2 separate regions of the Capra hircus genome follow, and region 2 is linked to region 1. The links are chromatin contacts, called in public Hi-C maps. All regions are on one chromosome and are shown on one strand. Each heading gives the region's core, a stretch centred on a gene start, on an enhancer-like site or on the middle of the called end of the contact. The rest is flanking DNA. Distances are from core to core; before and after follow the strand shown. Region 1 overlaps LOC102173992. Region 2 holds the start of PRKAR1B (cAMP-dependent protein kinase type I-beta regulatory subunit).

Region 1 (2,960 bases), core at 188-2,687:
GGCCTGGCCCGTGACTCCTAGGACTGGCCCGAGTCCCGAGTGAAGGGGTGCCTCTCGCCAAGAAGGGGGTGGTGGGGAGAGGCAGGGTTGGACAGAAAGACAAGAGAAGTGCCTTGGAGGGTCTGAGTCATCAAAGAGATTGTGGGTTTGGAGCCTGCGGGGGAGAGGCTGGGGCGGGCACAGAAGTTTAGGAGGATTAATTGATGGTTCTCGCGTGGAGGGGCAGTTTCCTACCTGCCTTTGACAGGTGAGGACTGAGCTTTGGAGAAGGTGGGTGACCTGAAGGCCAGGGTTCCAGGCTTCAGGCTGACTGGGTGGAGTCTCCAAAATCGCCTGCGAGCTTTTATAAGCGGGTATGTTTTCCTGGGGAGAGTCCCTGAGATTTGCATTGGATGCTCACATGGACCGGAGATCCCCAAACGCGAAGCGCCCTAGGTGTTCTCAAACCCATGAGCATCTCACTCCCTGCTGCACCTGCGGACCAGGGTGACCAGGGGCAGGAGAGGCTCTTGCTTTGGGGCCTGGTCTCGGGCCCCTCTCTGCAGGAGGAAGGAAGCCTGGGGAGGAACACGTTTCTCCCCTTGTGTGGTGAGGAGGAAGCATATGTCCATGGCCTTGATAAGCGCGGAGGCGGCAGCTGTCCACACAGGCGGGCAGGGATGGCCTAGCTGCTGGGGTGCTGCCCTGGCCAAGGTGCAGTGCCCTGCGTCCAGGCCTCAGTGAGGCAGCTTGTGAGGAGGCGGACTTGTTCTCAGGTGGAATCTTGAGGCAGAATAGCCCATGCTGCTGCTGCTGCTAAGTCGCTTCAGTCGTGCCCAACTCTGTGCGACCCGATAGACGGCAGCCCACCAGGCTCCCGCGTCCCTGGGATTTTCCAGGCAAGAACACTGGAGTGGGTTGCCATTTCCTTCTCCAATGCATGAAAGTGAAAAGTGAAAGTGAAGTCGCTCAGTCGTGTCTGACTCCTAGCGACCCCATGGACTGCAGCCCACCAGGCTCCCCCGTCCCTGGGATTTTCCAGGCACGAGCACTGGAGTACGGTGCCATTGCCTTCTCCGAGAATAGTCTGTATCCCAAGGCAAAGCACGGCCTCGGAGCCGCTCCGGGATTCGGTGGGTTTAAATGCAGCAGGAGAGGTTGTGGAGCCGCACCAGTGCGCCCACCCGACGCTTCCCCAGGACTTTCCTTGCTTGCAGGACGCACGTGCTTACAGATGCGGGTCATTGTGTACGTGTGCACTTTTCGTTTGGTTTTTCTTTTCCCCCAAACCTATCGTTTGCTTATCTCCGGCTGTGCCGAGCCTGTTCTGTGCGCGGGCTCCCCGCGGGGGCGGCGGGCAGGCTGCCCTCTAGCGCGGTGCGCAGGGTCCGGGGCCCCAGCGGCTGGCGCGCGGGCGGCGTCGCCCCGCGGCGCGCAGACTCTTTCCGGGCCGGGGTCGAGCCCACGGCCCCCGCGCCGGCAGGAGGCTCCCTCACCTCCGGCCGCGGAAGCCCCTGGTGTTTCTCTCCCCAGCAGCGTTTCTTACTGTGGTAAAACGCACGCGACGTGCAGCCCACCGTTCTGGCCCTTCTCCGCGAACACCCGGGCGGCGGCCGGCGGCTCCCGAGTCCGCGCTCGCGGCGTTGGGGCGGCTCCTGTGGGCGCGCCCTTGTGCTACTCTTTTCCAGCGTTTCCTGTCTGATGGGTTTCAGTTGTTGCTGTTCTTCCTCTGGAAAGCACCTTTGTGCCGAGGAAATGATTTCAGAGAAACGAGCAGGTTTGTAGCAGGCTGATCAGAGAGGGCTTGGGGCCGCCCGTCTGCTCCCGGAGGGCTGGGGCGGCCTCTGGGCCGAGCCCTCGCTGACGCTGCTCCGCGCTGCCTTGAGGCCCTGGACGCCTGTCCAGCCGCTCCTGATCCTGGGGCGGTGGTGGCTTCCCTCTGGCCCGCTGGTCAAATGCCCGCTGACCCAGGCTCACTCTGTGCCTTTGATGAGACGAGCAGTCACACTGGGTTTCCCTCGTGAGGGGCCAGCACTGCTTCGGGAGAGCCGGCGGTGGCTTCTATGGAAGCGAATCCTGTCCGGGCGCAGAAGGCCGTTCCTGAGACGAGGGCCGTGGTCTGCGCTGGGCATCTGAGGTGTCTGGACTCTCTGGGGAGGGTCACCCTATGTTGGCTGGTGGCCAGCACTGCCTGTGCCAGACAGACGTGCGCATCCGCTGGCCCAGCGTCGACCTCCTCTTGGAGGGGCCGTCCACCCCCTGGCACATCCATGCTCTGGGCCCTCCCTTGCAGGGGGCCGCCGGGGAAGCCAGGGTGGGGGGCACGTCCATGTGCAGCCTGGGGGCCGACGGTGGGCCGCATCTGGTTGGGGGCGGCCAGGGCATTGGGGGGGAAGCACGCTCTCCGTTCTGCAGAGTCAAGGGGAGGCTGTGCCTGCAGGGGCCCGAGGCATGCTGGGAGTCTTTGCGCCTCCCTGCGATGTTCGATGTGAACCTGTGATGAGCTGGTGATGGATAGGGAGGCCGGGCGTGCTGCAATTCATGGGGTCGCAAAGAGTCGGACGACTGAGCGGCTGAACTGAACTGTGACAGCTTAAAAAACACACAAAGTCTCTGAAATTAAAAAGAAAAAGAAAGTAGGGCCCTTGTATCTGTTATGCTCCGAGCCCGTATCTCCGAACCGACCGAGAGAGCGAGCAAGTCCACCACGGTAATGCAAAGGCAAGAAGGGAGTTTATCTCTAGCGCGCTAGGGCCCAAGTCTCATCCGGCACAGCAGAATCCGACAAGAGCCCCGAACAAAGGAGTGTGGCGGCTTATATACGGGCAGCTCTTTGTCTCTGTTACAGGAGTAGCTGGCGTTACATGACTGGCCAGGCAGGATGAGCGCATGTCCTGTCTCTTTCTGGTGAACATGACTCAGGTCCTAGAGCCCGTCGTTTGGTCCCTAACAGTATCTTTGGCCCTAATGATTTCTCCTCT
Region 2 (2,960 bases), core at 257-2,756, 190 kb before region 1:
TAAATAGACGCCCCAGGATCAGGCGCCCAAGCTGGACTGAATCAGGGCCACAGGCAGAGCCTCAGGGGAGGCGGACGGCTGGCAGCCCGTGTGGGGGCCACGCTTACCGAGTGACAGGGAGGCAGGAGGGGGCGCGGGAGGGCGGGCGGCAGCACAGGCTGAGCCGCACGCTCGGAGGAGCCCGCGCGGGGCCCCAGGGGAGGTCGGGGCTCGGCCTGCGGTCAGGTGACGGAGGAGGTGTTTCTGCAAAAAGAGCCTGGGTGTCCCCGCCGGAGACATGGCAGTAAAGAGAGGACGCGAACACAATCGGAGGGCACGGCATCCCGGGACGGACGCAGCCTGGTTCCACCGCAGAGCCAGGGCCACGAGGCCCCTGGGCGTCCAAAGCGCGTGCGCCACGCCGGCCTGCCGCGTCGCGGGCTCCAGCTGCAGCAGAGCTGCCCCCTCGGGGCCCTGGGGCCGCGGTCGGCTCGGCGGGCACTGACGGCAGGGGCCGTGGCCGGGCTGACACCAGCCGCCCTCGCCCCACTCTGCTTGGACGCGCCTGCAGTATCTCCTACGTGAACTCTGTTGCTTCTGGACTGAGAAACTGGAAACATACCACCCAGAACGACCTTCTCTAGACCCGAGAGTGGGCACAGACAGGTGCTGCCGGCCCGAGAATGCTGGGGATACTCACGTCCACCTCTCCCTGGTCGATCACGTAGAAGTTGTCCCCTTCGTCCCCTGCGAGGGAAGGAAAACAGACGCGTGATGTGAGCAAGGCGGGCTCTCGTCTTTCTGGTAACAAACCACCTTACGACGTTGCTTCCCAGACCTCCGCCCAGCAAGGCCGAGTCTCACCCATCTTTAAAAATCTGTAAGTGGGAGCTGTGCGTACGAAGGTGCGGAACGCAGTGACCTACTTCACACTCGCCAGGAAACGGATTCCGCAGTCAGGCTGCAGAGAGTCCTCTCCCAACACCACTGACAGCTGAAGTCCGCGGCTGTCGAGCCTCCAGGACTCAACACAGCTCCTCAATATTTCTAACCACGAGAAGGTCCCCCGTGGCTCAGCAGTAAAAAGAATCTGCCTGCTGACGCAGGGGAGACGCAAGCTCGATCTCTGGGTCGGGAAGATCCCCTGGCGGAGGAGATGGCTGCCCACTCCAGTATTTGCCTGGATTAATGCCATGGACGGAGGAGCTGGGCGGGCTGCAGCCCGTGGGGTCGTAAAGAACCAGACGTGACTGAGCGCTGAGGTTGTCAGAGCATATTAGCACACACTAACTTGTGAAGCGGACTGTTATGCAGGGTCATAATGACCTGTCTCGAGGACAGACAATAAGAGTTTCGTGATAAATACATTCGTAAGTAAATAACCAACCCTTCGCGGGGGCTCCGGCCCCGGGGAGGAGGAGCTGGCGGCGTACCTTGCTGTATGACAGTCTCCCCGGCGATGTGTGTGACGGGGAACATGGCGTCGAAGATGTCGCTGCAAAAGAAAGCATGGCGTGTGGGGGCCATGGGGGCGCTGGGGGCCGCCCTGCCCTCCACGCGGCTCCTGCTCCCCGGCTCGGAGGCGATGGAGACCCCAGGGACCCGCCAGCCCTGGGCTCAAGGCCCCTCGTCCTGCGCAGCCTGAGGATTTATGAAGACGGGATCATTTGGGACAGACTCCACTCACAGAAGACAACGCAGATGGGGGCCGTTCCCACAAGGACACGGCGACCAGTCCTGACGCCTTTTCTACCTCTTTCCATCTAAGGGAGCTGAGATGCTGGACACAGAAACGGGAAGAAACCAGACTCTCTTAACTGCTCGCTCGATGGGCACAGAGGCTCGAGGCTGGCTCCCCACCGGGCAGCCTGGCTGTTTCGTCTCCCGAGTCTGCTGTGAGATGGACCCTCAAGCGGGATGGGGGTGCAGGGAGCCGGGGACACCCTGCCGGCCGGGGGAGCGTCCACAACCGCCCAGGAGCCTCCTCTGGACAGCAACCAGGCGCAAAGGCCAGGGTCCGGACACCGGAACCTAACCACCAACCCCCATCCCTGGGAGGCCACCCACCCCCGGGCACCTGTCTCCCCAGAAGAGAAGCAAGACTCGGGGCCCCTTGGGCAGAGGGCTCTCAGTGGTCTTGGAAACGGGCCAGTGGAGGAGCCCCCAGGAAACAGACACGGGCCGGAGACCCAGCCCGCCTGCACCCGCCCGCTCCCCGGGCCCAGGAAACAAACACGTCTGAAAGCCGTTGCTTTCGTCTATTTAAATGCTTCTTTGTCTCCCTGGAGGCGGGGGAGCAGGTGAGGGAGGGTGGGGTGCAGGAGCCCCCAGACCGACCCGCACGGATGCCTTCCTCTGCTGGGCTGAGTCCCGCTCCTGCCTGCAGACACACCTCAGCCCCTGAGACCCCCTCCCCGACACTGTCAGTGGGGATGAAAATCGGTGCCACCACTCTGAGAACAGTATGGAGGTTCCCGAAAAAGAATAAGAGCAGAGCTGCCGTATGATCCCGCAATCTCACTCCTGAGAGCGGGACTGGAGAGAATTCTGAGTCGAAGAGACACGTGCAGCCCAACATTCACAGAAGCAGTGTTTACGACAGCCGAGACGTGGAGGCAACCCAAGCACCCATCAGCAGAGGAAGGGACAAGGAAGGCGCGGTGTGCTTATACGACCGAGCGTCATCGCTGTTTCTGTTGTCCAGTTGCTCGGTCGTGTCCAACTCTTCGCAACCCCATGGACTGCAGCACGCCAGGCCTCCCTGTCCTTCACCATCTCCCAGAGCCTGCTCAAACTCATGTCCATTGAATCAGCGATGCCATCCAACCATCTCATCCTCTGTCGTCCCCTTCTCCTCCTGCCCTCAGTCTTTCCCAGCGTCAGGGTCTTTTCTACCCTGGAATATTACACAGCCATAACAAACAATGAAAGAATGCCATCTGCAGCAACGTGGACGTATCTGGAGAGCTTCACGCTAAGTC

The links. Hi-C and Micro-C count contacts between places; a contact is called where the count stands out from the background.
Region 2: a contact with region 1 is called in a Hi-C map of liver, with 5 times the contacts expected there. The contact joins the promoter of PRKAR1B here to the enhancer-like site in region 1. A contact is called at or near these places in 3 of 5 Hi-C or Micro-C datasets (blood and liver).

Annotation. Positions count from the first base shown.
Region 1 is chr25:42,393,033-42,395,992 of ARS1.2, reverse strand. All of the region lies in intron 4 of LOC102173992, which reads left to right. Among named protein-coding and RNA genes, the nearest start is that of DNAAF5, 12 kb to the left of the region's middle. Within about 2 kb of position 1,437, at least 1 of the 5 cell types and tissues checked has an H3K27ac peak or open chromatin away from gene starts, as enhancers often do.
Region 2 is chr25:42,587,956-42,590,915 of ARS1.2, reverse strand. PRKAR1B (cAMP-dependent protein kinase type I-beta regulatory subunit) reads right to left here and starts at 1,506. Exons shown (of 7, transcript XM_018040013.1): 1 at 1,413-1,506; 2 at 680-726. The coding sequence starts at 1,506.